2 separate regions of the Mus musculus genome follow, and region 2 is linked to region 1. The links are chromatin contacts, called in public promoter capture Hi-C maps. All regions are on one chromosome and are shown on one strand. The core of a region is the stretch at or near the end of the contact, and the rest is flanking DNA. Distances in the headings are between cores, read along the strand shown.

Evidence for each region. Promoter capture Hi-C pulls out the DNA fragments that hold promoters and counts their contacts.
Region 2: a contact with region 1 is called in a promoter capture Hi-C map of liver, with 6 times the contacts expected there. The contact joins the promoter of Drd1 here to the promoter of Nxnl2 in region 1.

Annotation. Positions count from the first base shown.
Region 1 is chr13:51,168,648-51,174,673 of GRCm38.p6, forward strand. It overlaps Nxnl2 (nucleoredoxin-like 2), which reads left to right and starts at 2,378. Exons shown (of 2, transcript NM_029173.4): 1 at 2,378-2,977; 2 at 5,978-6,026. The coding sequence starts at 2,676.
Region 2 is chr13:54,052,115-54,058,140 of GRCm38.p6, forward strand. Drd1 (dopamine receptor D1) reads right to left here and starts at 3,544. Exons shown (of 2, transcript NM_010076.3): 1 at 3,447-3,544; 2 at 1-2,499. The coding sequence starts at 2,079. The coding sequence ends at 739.

The sequences.
Region 1 (6,026 bases), core at 1,128-3,627:
GGGACTACCGTCACACCCGCTCCCCACACAAAATTACTTTGATTTTTAAAAAGTTTTTTTTTTTTTTTTGATTAACCGAATCTTCTGCTCAGATACAATCCTGTCTGTGAATCAGCTTATAATTTTACCTACAGGGGAAAAAAACCCAAAAGCAAACAAACAAAAAACTTGTGGACTCAGCCTGTGTTAAGAGGCCTTTCTATTCGTGTAGAGGATTAGAGATCCAAGAGCCCAAAGCACGTGGCTCACAACTGCTTCTAACTCCAGCGTCAGGGGAGCCGATGCTCGCTTCTGGCTTCTACGGGCACCCGTACAACCGAAAGACACATCAATAGTTCTAAAATAAACCTTTTAACAAAAACCTCACATCTTACAACAAGGAAATAAGACCAAGGACACTTTTTTTCTTTTTAGTTTCCCTCAGCTTTGGTAAATGGAGAACATATTAAAATTGGAACACCGAATGCTAAATCACATTGACAACAGTTAGCTCCTGTTCTGATGCCGCACTTGACTTGGCTCAAGTGTGTCCGTCCTTCTTCATCAATAAACTTGAAGCTTTGCTTGAAGCTCTGACTCTTTGAAGTGCTGTGGTTTGCATAGAGAGGCAGGAGGCAGGAGGATAACCTTTGGGAGTAAGATTGCTCCTTCCACTGAGATCAGGGGACAAACTCAGGTGGTCAGGCTTAGAACTTAACCACAAATATCTAAAGCCACAGAGCCAGCTTGCTGGCCCCTGAAGTTCTACATCGAAAGTCACGATCCCTCCAAGTCTCTACAGAGTCCACTGAAGCTCTGAGAGGGGACCAGTCAAGTTGGGCACCCAGGCAATGTAGAGTCCCATCACCCCTGCAGATGATAGGCTGCCTCTGCGGGAGGGCAGCTGAAGGCTTCCAAAATCAGGCTGGACAGACATTCCATGGTGTCTGTTGAATAAGCTGACACTTGGCAGGTGCATAGGGGAAAACCACTCTTTAGCAGTTGATATGGGGATAGAAAAGTGACTACCGGTGAATGTGACAGGGTCGAGGGATTTAGTCCACCCCCACAGGGGAAAGGCAGGCGTAGCTCACTTACTGGAGATGAACAGGTCCTTGGAGGAATACACATGAGATAGAGGAGGCTCAGGCAGTTTGTCTGGGAATTGTGAAAGTCTCTGTCGATGGCAGTTCAGTTCTCTCGGCAAACCTGCCTTGAGGGCACAACGGGGAAGCACAGAGAAACCTCTCCTCGGTTTGCTGTTTTCAGAGTGCTTAGAACTCCAAACAACCAGCGCACCAAAGTGGCATGATCTGGGATCCTATATGCTGGTTTCCGTCACCGCCTCTAAGTTTCAATAATTTCCTACAACCTTTTTGCAATATGTTTTATTTATTCTTACTTTATGTGTATGAATGCGTTGCCCGCATTGTACCATATGTGTGCCTGGTGCCCTTAGAAGCCAGAAGAGGGTGTGTGATCCCTTAGAACTGGAGTTTCAGAAGTTTTGTAAGCCACCTTGAGGGTGCTGACAAAAGAACACGCGTCCTCGGCAAGAGCCACCAGCCAGCGCTCTTAATGACTCAGCCATCTTTCCAGATCCTACTCTTTAATTTTTAAAATACTGCTCTTGAGGGTTAGTTATCTAGATCCCTAAGGTTTTGGGTGTGCCGGTACACGCTGACCCACAAGAGTGCCTCCTCCAGCTTGGCAGGGAGCTGAAACTTTCTTACTGTAAAAACTTCTGGACCGTCACAGCGCCTGCGTATCTTTAGCACTCTGGCTCTCCTCCGTCAACGTTGAGATCTGCCCTCAATTTTCTTCCAGAACTCCAGGATATGGGCGGTGGAGGTATACATCCGGAACACAAGAGCCCAGGCTCCCCATAGCCTGCCTATTTCGATTAGAGGTAGAAGAACCCTTTAGCTTCCTCAACCCTTTTCAGAGGCCCTAAGCAGACACAACAGCTTCGGGGGTGGGGGGTGGGGGTGGGGGCTCCAGGCTCAATGAGGGAATGCTTTTCTGGATTGGGAGGGCGGATTGGAGATGGCCAGCTGGAGCCAGGAAAGCTGTAAGGCTTATCTAGGGCTGGAAGATTCTCCAAGGGAGGGTGAGGGGCGTGGCGTGGATGGAGGAGTAGGGGCAGTGGGCGGGGCAGAACCCTGGTGAGTCTAGGCTCTTTTGGGTGAGGTGGGGAGGGGCTGGTGGGCGGAACAGAACTCCGGTCCGCAGAACAGAGCAGGAGTGGATTAGGTGGTGTGGAACTGGGCCCGTGGGGTGGGATGGGGGCGTGGACCCGAACAAGCCTCGGATGTCCGGACTAGTTGTGGGTGAGCGAGACAGGATGCCGGTGGGCGGGGCGCAGGTGGAGCGGGGCAGGGCTCTGGTGGATGTTAAGGACTCTGGTGGGTAGAGAGGGTTTGCAAGGCAGGATAAAATAGAGGGTGGGAGAGGTTGATGGCGTGGCTCTGCTTTTTGGTGCGGGGCACCCAGCTGTCATCGCTGCTGTCGCAGCTTCTGGAGTGGCCACTGTGCTCTCTCCTCCCTTCGGCTCAAGGTGAGCTGTTCCAGCAGAAGGCGGGGCTGAGAGGCGCCTAGTGCTGCGGGAGGCTCAGTGTCATCTTCCAGCTAACAGGTGGCCGTGCAGCCCAGGGCTCGTCTCTCCACTGTGTCCTCTTCACGCCGAGCTCGTGGCGATGGTGGACGTGCTGGGCGGGCGGCGCCTGGTGACCCGGGAGGGCACGGTGGTGGAGGCCGAGGTGGCGCTGCAGAACAAGGTGGTAGCTTTGTACTTTGCGGCGGGCCGGTGCTCGCCCAGCCGCGACTTCACGCCGCTGCTCTGCGACTTCTACACGGAGCTGGTGAGCGAGGCGCGGCGGCCCGCTCCCTTCGAGGTGGTTTTCGTGTCGGCAGACGGCAGTGCGGAGGAGATGTTGGACTTCATGCGCGAGCTGCACGGCTCCTGGCTGGCATTGCCCTTCCACGACCCCTACCGGCAGTGAGTGGGGACCCAGGGGTCATGGGGCTGGCGCTCTGGCTCCCCCAGGACTGCACCTGTACCGTGCTATTGTTTCAGAGCCCTTAACTTTCTATCTGGCCTTTTTTGCTGTTCAGATCTCAATGTGGGCCAATTCCCCCGAATCTTGGTTTCAGCATCCACGGGGCTCCGGTCTGCCAGCGTTTTCTGCCTTTTACGATTGGAGTGTCAGGAATTCACATGTCTCAGGAGCCCCAGGACTGGTACTGATGCTGGCTGGCATCCCTTAGCTAGGCTCCTTGATCAGTGGGCAGAAGGAAGGGTGGGAAGCCACCCTCCTGACGCTGTGGATCCCCGCCTTATCCACAGAGCTGAGTTGGGGGGAGCGGATGTACCCCGGGAGAAGTGGGGAGGGCCTCATAGCGCTCATAGCGGGAAGAGCTAGGTCAAATATTAGCTAGCCATCTCTGCGACTTATTTTTACCTACAGCAATGGAGTTCCCTAACTACAGATGTTAGAGCAGGCAGGGCTTGAGAGTTTCAGGAGAAGAAGCAATAAAGGGTGAGAGGTGGGTATGGAAGAGTCCAGATGGAGATCTCATAACACACGTCCCCCAGACCTGCCCGCTTCTAGGACAGATGTCAGTTCCTGGGTATCCTTTAACTCTGGGTCCTGGCTTTGTTATCCAAGTTGCGATGCTACCGGTGAATCCTTTCTGGAAAACGAAGCAAAGCCAACTTTGAGATGTCCCATGGATTCATAATAACTAGAAGCCCCCTTATTCTCTCTCTGTGTGTATGTGTCCGTGTGTGCACGTTCACAAGTGTGCACTTGTGCATGCATGTCAGTAGACAACCTCTGCTATTATTTCGCAGATGTCACCACCTTGCTTTTTTGAGACAGGGCCTTGCACTCTCCTGTAATTCACTTAGCTGGCTAGGCTAGCGGGCCAGTGAGCCCTAGGACATCAGTCTCTGCCTTCTCAGCTCTGGGATTATGAGTGTTTTATATGTGGTTTTTCGGGACCGAATTTATGCCCTCATGCTCGCAAAGCTCTTTACTGTCGGAACCACCTCCCTGGGGGTTTCCTAAACTCATTCTCTTTGGTGATTCCCTGGGAGGTGGAGAACCCTGGGGAAGCTGCTTAGCCTTGGGGCAGGCTTGAGGCCTTACTCATGCTGGTACCATGAAAATCCCATTGATAGTAAGTCTAAGTGACAGCTGATCGCCTTTGCGTAAGGACTCCCTTGAGAACTGCTTCAAGGGCTGTGCTTTAAAATGTGACTTGACTCAGTGGCACACTCAATTACATGTAGCTTTAAGGGACACACTTGTTTTGCAGTTGAGATGGTGCTGGTGGCACTAATTAGGCGGAGAACTCTGCCCCTCTGGAGACTAGGGCGCTGGGTTGCTGGCGAGGATGGTAGGAAAGACGTTTTATGACTAAGTAAAAAGATGCTCGGAGAATGAGCTTGACCTAGTCTGTGAAAGGGCTCGGTATATATTACTTTTCTTATTGCTGTGACAAAATATTTGACAAAAGCAACGTAAGGGAGAATGGGGCGCTGGCTCAGCGAGTAAGCGTGCAAGTGTGAAGACCTAAGTTCAAATCCCCAGCACATAAGTTAAACAAAAACAAACACAGGGCTGCATGTAACCCTAGTAATGAAGGGATGGAGTCAGCCAGAAGGGGTGGAGTCAGCCAGATCCTGGGAGCTCACTGGTCAGCCAGCCAGGCCAGCTGAAACAGCCAGCTTTAGCTTAGGTGAGAGAACTGTCTTAAGAGAATAACTACGACATCTGTCGCATCCTTCTGGCCTTCGTCTTATCCCCTTCTCTGTGACTGAGTTTATCTGCCTAGAAAGAGACCTTCCTGCCTCAGCCTCCTGAGTACTAACTTTATAGACATGCATTACCATACACAGTGGAACCAGGTCTCTAAGCAACTGCAGATGTTCATGCTACAGGTTGCCACTCCCACGAGAACCTTTGAAGAGCTTAGAGTGACATCACTGCAATGCTGGTCCTCATAGGCTGGGATGTGGGCAGTGTCCATGGTGCCTAGCAGGCACCTTCCCATCCTCCTACTGGCCTAGCCTCTGATCTGCCTTTTGGGACCTTGCTAGGTGTTAGGGTACCCCTCCCTGATATGTTTGGAGTTGTAGAAAAGTAGACCAACGGGTCGGAGAGATGGCTCAGCGGTTAAGAGCACTGACTGTTTTTCTGAAAGTCCTGGGTTCAAATTCCAGCAACCACATGGTGGCTCACAACCATCCGTAATGAGATCTGATGCCCTCTTCTGGGATGTCTGAAGACAGCTACAGTGTACTCACATATAATACATAAATAAATCTGAAAGAAAGAAAGAAAGAAAGAAAGAAAGAAAGAAAGAAAGGAAGAAAGAAAGGAAGAAAGAAAGAGAGAAAGAAAGAGAGAAAGAAAGAAAGAGAGAAAGAGTGAGAGAAAGGAAGGAAGGAAGGAAGGAAGGAAGGAAGGAAGGAAGGAAGGAAGGAAGGAAGGAAGGAAAGTAGATCAGCCTGGACTTCATTTCTTGGGTAGACAGTGGCTTAGGGCTCTCTGATTCAGATTTCTAGTTCTTCTTGATCTCCTCAGGCTCCTGGCACCAAGGCAGCTCTTTTCTGGCCCTGCCTTGTTCGAAGTCCTTTCTAGAGGACATCTTACAGTCTCCCTATGTTGCTCAAGCTGGTCTCAAATGCACTAGCTAAAGTAATCCCTCTGCCTCAGCCCCTTGAGAGGCTGGAACTACAGGCTACTTGAGTTTTGGATAATTGTATTTTTAGCTCCATAAGCGTTTTTGATCATATCTTCAGCTTGAGATTTATATAGCATGGTTGTCCCTTGGTATCTGAAAGGAGTTGGATCCTGGATTCCCTGTGGCTGCTGAAACCAAAGGACATTCACATCCCTATATAAAGGGGCAGCTCCTGCACAGAGCCTACAAATAGCCCCCTTCCTTTCAGACCTGCAGCACCCCTAACCCTCTGCCCCTCTGTCCTCAGTGAACTGAAGAAGAGGTACGAAATCACCGCCATCCCCAAGCTGGTGGTC
Region 2 (6,026 bases), core at 2,294-4,793, 2.9 Mb after region 1:
AGTCACTTCTTACCTTGTGTTTATTTGTGTCTGTGTTGAGTTAAGGAACCACCACATCAGCCTTTGCTGCCTTCCCAGAAGTCATTCCCAGCTCAGAATCTCAGAGTCTATGTGTACTGTTTCATTGGCTCATGAAGTGCTAGTACAATGGACAGTTCAGTCTCTGATTTAACATTGGTTCGGTCTATTAAATAAGCTAAATATAGGTTCACTATGATAAATTTAAAATATCCATATAATACAATAAATAAATAAATAAATAAATAAATAAATAAATAAAACCATTATCAACAATGCATCTGTCAATTCTGAGAAAGAAAAAAAAAAAAGAAATCCCACTCTTGCTGTAAGGCTCAATTATTGTCAGAGAAGTTAATTAACAAAGGCATGCACCTACCTTTACAATCTGAAAACTGCTTGGACAGTTTTAGCACCTGTTTGGATACAGCAAACAACTCTCACACTTCCTTCCTGGAAAGTTTGATTTTTAAGTGAAGCTGTTTACAGTTGACTTTTGGCCCTATTATTTTTTTAAATATATATATATAGAGTGTCCTAAGATAATGCTTCAAAAAGGATTTCAGAGCCTAAGTCATTTCCCTTGTGGCTAGAGAATACACTGGAGTCAGTGAGTTGGAGAAGTTCTGTAACTGTCCAAAAGCAGCAGAGGGGTCTCGTGTTAATTTCTTAACAGCAAGCCCTAGGGAACTCATAGCTTCAGAGATGAGAACCCAATATTCAGGTTGAATGCTGTCCGCTGTGGGTAACGGGTTGGATCTTTTCTAGAGAGACATCGGTGTCATAGTCCAATATGACCGATAAGGCCGGGGACAGCTTCTCCAGTGGCTTAGGTATGCCACCGGCCTCCTCCCTCTTCAGGTCCTCAGAGGAGCCCACAGCATGAGGGATCAGGTAAACCAGATTACAGTCCTTGGAGATGGAGCCTCGGGGCTCATGGTGGCTGGAAAACATCACAGCCCCGTTGTTGTTGATGCTTACAGTCTCTATGGCATTATTCGTTGTAGGGCAGAGTCTATAGCATCCTAAGAGGGTCGAGAATGCCTTCTGAAAATCGGCATTAAAAGCATAAATAATGGGGTTCAGGGAGGAATTCGCCCAGCCAAACCACACAAATACATCGAAGGTGATGGAATCAATGCAGAATGGCTGGGTCTCCTCAGAGCCACAGAAGGGCACCATACAGTTCGAAATGAAGAAAGGGAGCCAGCAGCACACGAATACCCCCATGATCACAGACAGTGTCTTCAGGACTTTAGTCTCCCTCTTAAAGGACATCTTAAAGGAACTTTCTGATTGAGAGCATTCGACAGGGTTTCCATTACCTGTGGTGGTCTGGCAGTTCTTGGCATGGACTGCTGCCCTCTCCAAAGCTGAGATGCGCCGGATTTGCTTCTGGGCAATCCTGTAGATACTGGTGTAAGTGACGATCATAATGGCTACGGGGATGTAAAAGCTTATGAGGGAGGATGAAATGGCGTATGTCCTGCTCAACCTCGTGTCACAGTTGTCATCCTCGGCATCTTCCAGGGAAGTAAAATTGCCATCCAAGGGCCATGTAGGTTTTGCCTTGTGCCAGCTTAGCTGCACTGGAATGAAGGATATGAGAACAGACAAAGTCCATGCTACGCTAATCAGGATGAAGGCTGCCTTCGGAGTCATCTTCCTCTCATACTGGAAAGGGCTGGAGATAGCCCAATACCTGTCCACGCTGATCACACAGAGGTTAAGGATGGATGCCGTGGAGCACATGATGTCAAAGGCTACCCAAATGTTACAAAAGGACCCAAAGGGCCAAAAGCCAGCAATCTCAGCCACAGCTTTCCAGGGCATGACCAAGACAGCCACCAAGAGATCTGACACAGCTAAAGAGATGACAAAGAAGTTGGTCACCTTGGACCGCAGGTGTCGAAACCTGATGACAGCGGCACAGACAAGGGTATTCCCTAAGAGAGTGGACAGGATAAGCAGGGACAGAAAACAGGCTGTGAGGATGCGAAAGGAGAAGTCCCTCTCCACTGGCAGGCCAGTCTCATCCATGGTAGAAGTGTTAGGAGCCATCTTCCAGAAGGAAAGCACTTCCGGTGGCTTAGCCCTCACGTTCTTGGCCAGGCTTAGCCAGACTTCCCCCAATCACTCACCACCCAGCCCCTTCTCCAGCCCCAGTTGCTGTCTGGACAAAAGCACAATGGTGTTCCATCAGGAGCATCTCCATAGCAATCCAAGCCATACCAGGAAGAAGAGCCGCTTGCTTTCCACCTGTCTTCTGGGTTCAGTGCTCCAGGTCGCTGTTCCCTGGCATCCGCTGGTCCCTAGATTCCCCAAGGAATGCATAGGCTTTTAAGCATACTCTAAGAGTCTGGGGCCTCTTCCTGGTCAATCTCAGTCACTTTTCGGGGATGCTGCCTCTTCTTCTGAGACACAGCCTAAAATACATGCATTTCTCCTTCAAGCCCCTGGTGCCACATCTCTCCAAATGCCCTAAAAAGCAAAGGGAAACACAAAGTCGTTCACCAATACTCTGTGCAGACCTCCTATTTGGCTACACAAAATCTCAGCCCATCACCCCCTGGACAAGTCCATCAAGACCACCTACCTTGCTTTAGAGTCACTTCTCCCAAAACCCCTGGACTCAACGAGTCCCTCCAGCAGAGCAAGTGTTCCCCCTCCTCATGCAGAAAAATCTCTGGGATGGATTTGGGAAAGGAATCCCAGGCCAGGTGCCAGGGAAGCGGCGCCCCTCCTGCTACCTTGCCCACCTACAGATTGCTGCCCCCGCCCCCAGGAGGGTTCTCGGAGCTTCCTTGGGAGAGGAACCTCCAGGACTGGAACAGCTTCTGTCCTGTCTGAGGAAGCCCAGCTCTGGGCACCCCTTTGGCTCCTCGTTCTTAGGGCAGGACCCTGAGCCTCCTTGGGGAGCCACCCGCTCGCTCCCTGTCAGCAGTGGCAGGAGCTCCAGGCAAGCACAACAGCTCGAGCGAGCGAGGGCACCGGCCGGCTGGGTTCCAGCGGGGCACAGCCCACCCCGCCTCCGCGTCCCCTCCCGGCCCCGGTGGTGGGCTGAGCTTGACAGGCAGAGTGGCGGGCGACAGCCACACGTGGTTCACTGAAGGCACAGCTGGAGCAGGGGTGTGGGACGCCTACCTAATCGCTGTGCCCTCTCTGGCTACCTGATCCCCCCACCCCTCCCCGGGGGACCCTGGCACAAGACAGAACCTGAGGAACAAATCCTGATGCTCAAATCAAGTAAACCAAACTCTCGTTCAGCGCCTCTCCGGGTCAACTCCAAGTTCCACCCAAAGCTCGGGGTCAGAGCTGACCCTACCCACACCCACGCCCTGCTAGTCCTGGACACTGCCCACGTCGCTGAGTTGTCACTGAGTGCCCCGCAGCAGGGGTACGGGAAGCCCCAGGACGAGAGTGCTCACCGATCTGGGAGACCACGCTCCCCGACTCCGCCAACCCTGCGCCCTCTCCTGTGCCGCTCGCTCTGCTCTCCGCGCTCCGCCCGCCAAGGCGCTTCTGCGGTCAACTCACGAGTGCAGCCCGTGACCCGCGCCCCACAAGCACCCCAAACACGGTGCCGCACTCTCAGCAGGTACCCGGCGCCCTCTGCCGGGGCCTCTGGTTTCCTACACCCCGCCTGCGCCCTAGCAGGTTCAGATCACAGGGGCCTCAGCCAGTGTGTGTAACCAAGATGCAGGGCCTCGACCATGCTTTTCCCTGTCCCCTTCTGCCAGAATCTGGACGGTGAGAGGCAGGTCTTCCGCGCTCTAGCCTCCCTCGTTTGAAATGCCCCTAAAAACTCACAAGAATAAGAAGTCCCTTTGGCTAGCATTTTATTCTCTAAGCCATGATTTTCCTTTTGTGTCCCCTGTGTGCCAAGGCTGGAGCAGCAGTGAGAACAACATGTCAACTTATTGTGCAAGTGATCAGAGACCTGGCATAAACTCAGCAGCCTCTGTGTCCCCTAAACACACACACACACACACACACACACACACACCTCATGATGTTCGACATCTTGCAAAACTCCTTCCTTATTGGCTTGCACAGCTTCATTTCATCTGTGTGGACAGTGATGCTCAGAAAGACTGTGGGCTCTACTCCACGTTAACACAGTAGCTAATGAAGATGGTGGCCTGTCTGCCTGACTGTCGCTTGCACAGCCGTGTCTAGGATGGAGCCCACTATCTAAACAATTAGCACAGGGATAAAGCAGAGACAGGAATGTGTGGCCTCAGAGACGTTTAGTGCATAGACGCAGCCCCAGAGTGCCTTCCCATCTGTGTGAAAAGAGATTAAGTATGGAACTTGGAAATCACTTTGCCTGGACTCCTGTGCTTACTGATGTAAAAATTAAATGAAATACTTATTTAAGAGTTGGGACCAGATATGGACTCAGTCAGTCCTTGGTGGCCAGAAATTCTTCAGAGACCAGTTAAAAAAAAAAAAAAAAAAAAAAAAAAAAAAGGTAGTAGTCTTGTCTCCATGAGAACCACACACCACACTGAATGCCCGAATTTTCTCTATACAACCTAAATAGCTCTCCTAATTAGCCAGCAGAAATCATATCTTGGTTTTGGATGTAGTCAAATGATTGACACCAGTCCTCCTCCACCTGTGCTCCCGGTTTGTCCTCCCACTGGCAGTCTTGCTGCCACACACCAAGTTCCACAGACTGGTGATCAGACATATACCCCAAGAACCACATGCCTTTAGAATGGTGGCTCTCAACTTTCCTAATGCTGCAATATGTGGCAACCCCCAACCAAAAAATTATTTTGTTGCACTCTATAACTGTAATTTTGCTAGTGTTATAAATCATACTATAAATATGTGATATGCAGGCTGTCTGTTATGTGACCCCCCCCCCCCCCACACACACACACATACACATAAGGGGTCAAAATTCACACATTGAGAAACTCTGCTTTAGAGCCGTGAGTCAGCACAGGGTAAAACCCTCAGGGGATTCTCATCCCTGAAGCAGTCGCTCTCTACGCAATTGGAACTTTGTTTCACCATACTTCTTCATTTTTGACCAGCGAACACAAATTAGAGGATGTTTCCAGTCCAAGATGGTTGTGTGAGTCTGGAATTGCAACTCCTCTTGCTCTTCCTACCCTGCAATTCCCTGAAATGAGGAAGATGAGGACAAAGGGCCCTCTGGACGCGCAGGAAGCTGTGGAAACTTTAGGGATCCTTTAGGGCAGGACTGAGCACGCTGGAGGAGGGAGGACTCCCTCAGGGAGGGAAAGTGCTCCTCCAGCTAGCACTTGAAGAAGAAGCAACAATGTAGTAACACTTAGGATTGTAACAAGGAAGCTGGAGGTGACCTGAGGGCAATTTGAGGAGTAAGACTTCCCCTAATGACTTGCCAAGGACTCTGGAAAATGGCCACTGCTCTTTAAAGTAGAATGACAGCCATACTAAAGCTGCCTCTGGTGGCATCGTTTTGCCTGCAATGCCAGTCCGCAGCAGAAGAATTCATATAGAATGGGAGGAAAGGCTAGTCGTGGTGCACTGGACAACCTTGGTTTCTTCCAACACTCGTAGCTACTCAGAGAGATCTCTGGTTGAAAATGCCTCTAACCAGCCCAAACCTGTTTTCTTCTTCTTCAATGTCAGTTATCGCTTTGCTCATGATATTTCTCCACCCCAGGAAAATGTCAGCCATTTTGATATACAAGCATCAGGCTGTCTACTTTCCTGAAGAAATCAACAGGCAAAGAGAAGACGCCTGTGAACAGCAGAGATGGGAGAAGGGAGAGAATTACTCCAAAAGAGTTGAATTGTTTCTCCTTCGTGGGAAATGAGTGTGTTGGATTATTTCTCTATGGTCCTGTCATTTGGAAACAGGCACCCAGGACCCTTTCCTGTCAGGCTTAGCTCACTGGCATGTGAACCCAGTCCCTAGGAGGACAGGAATGGATAGAAGGTCTCTTAAATCTCAGGATTTCAAACATGCACAGTGTGGACATCATGGGGATCTCAAAGTTTGGCTA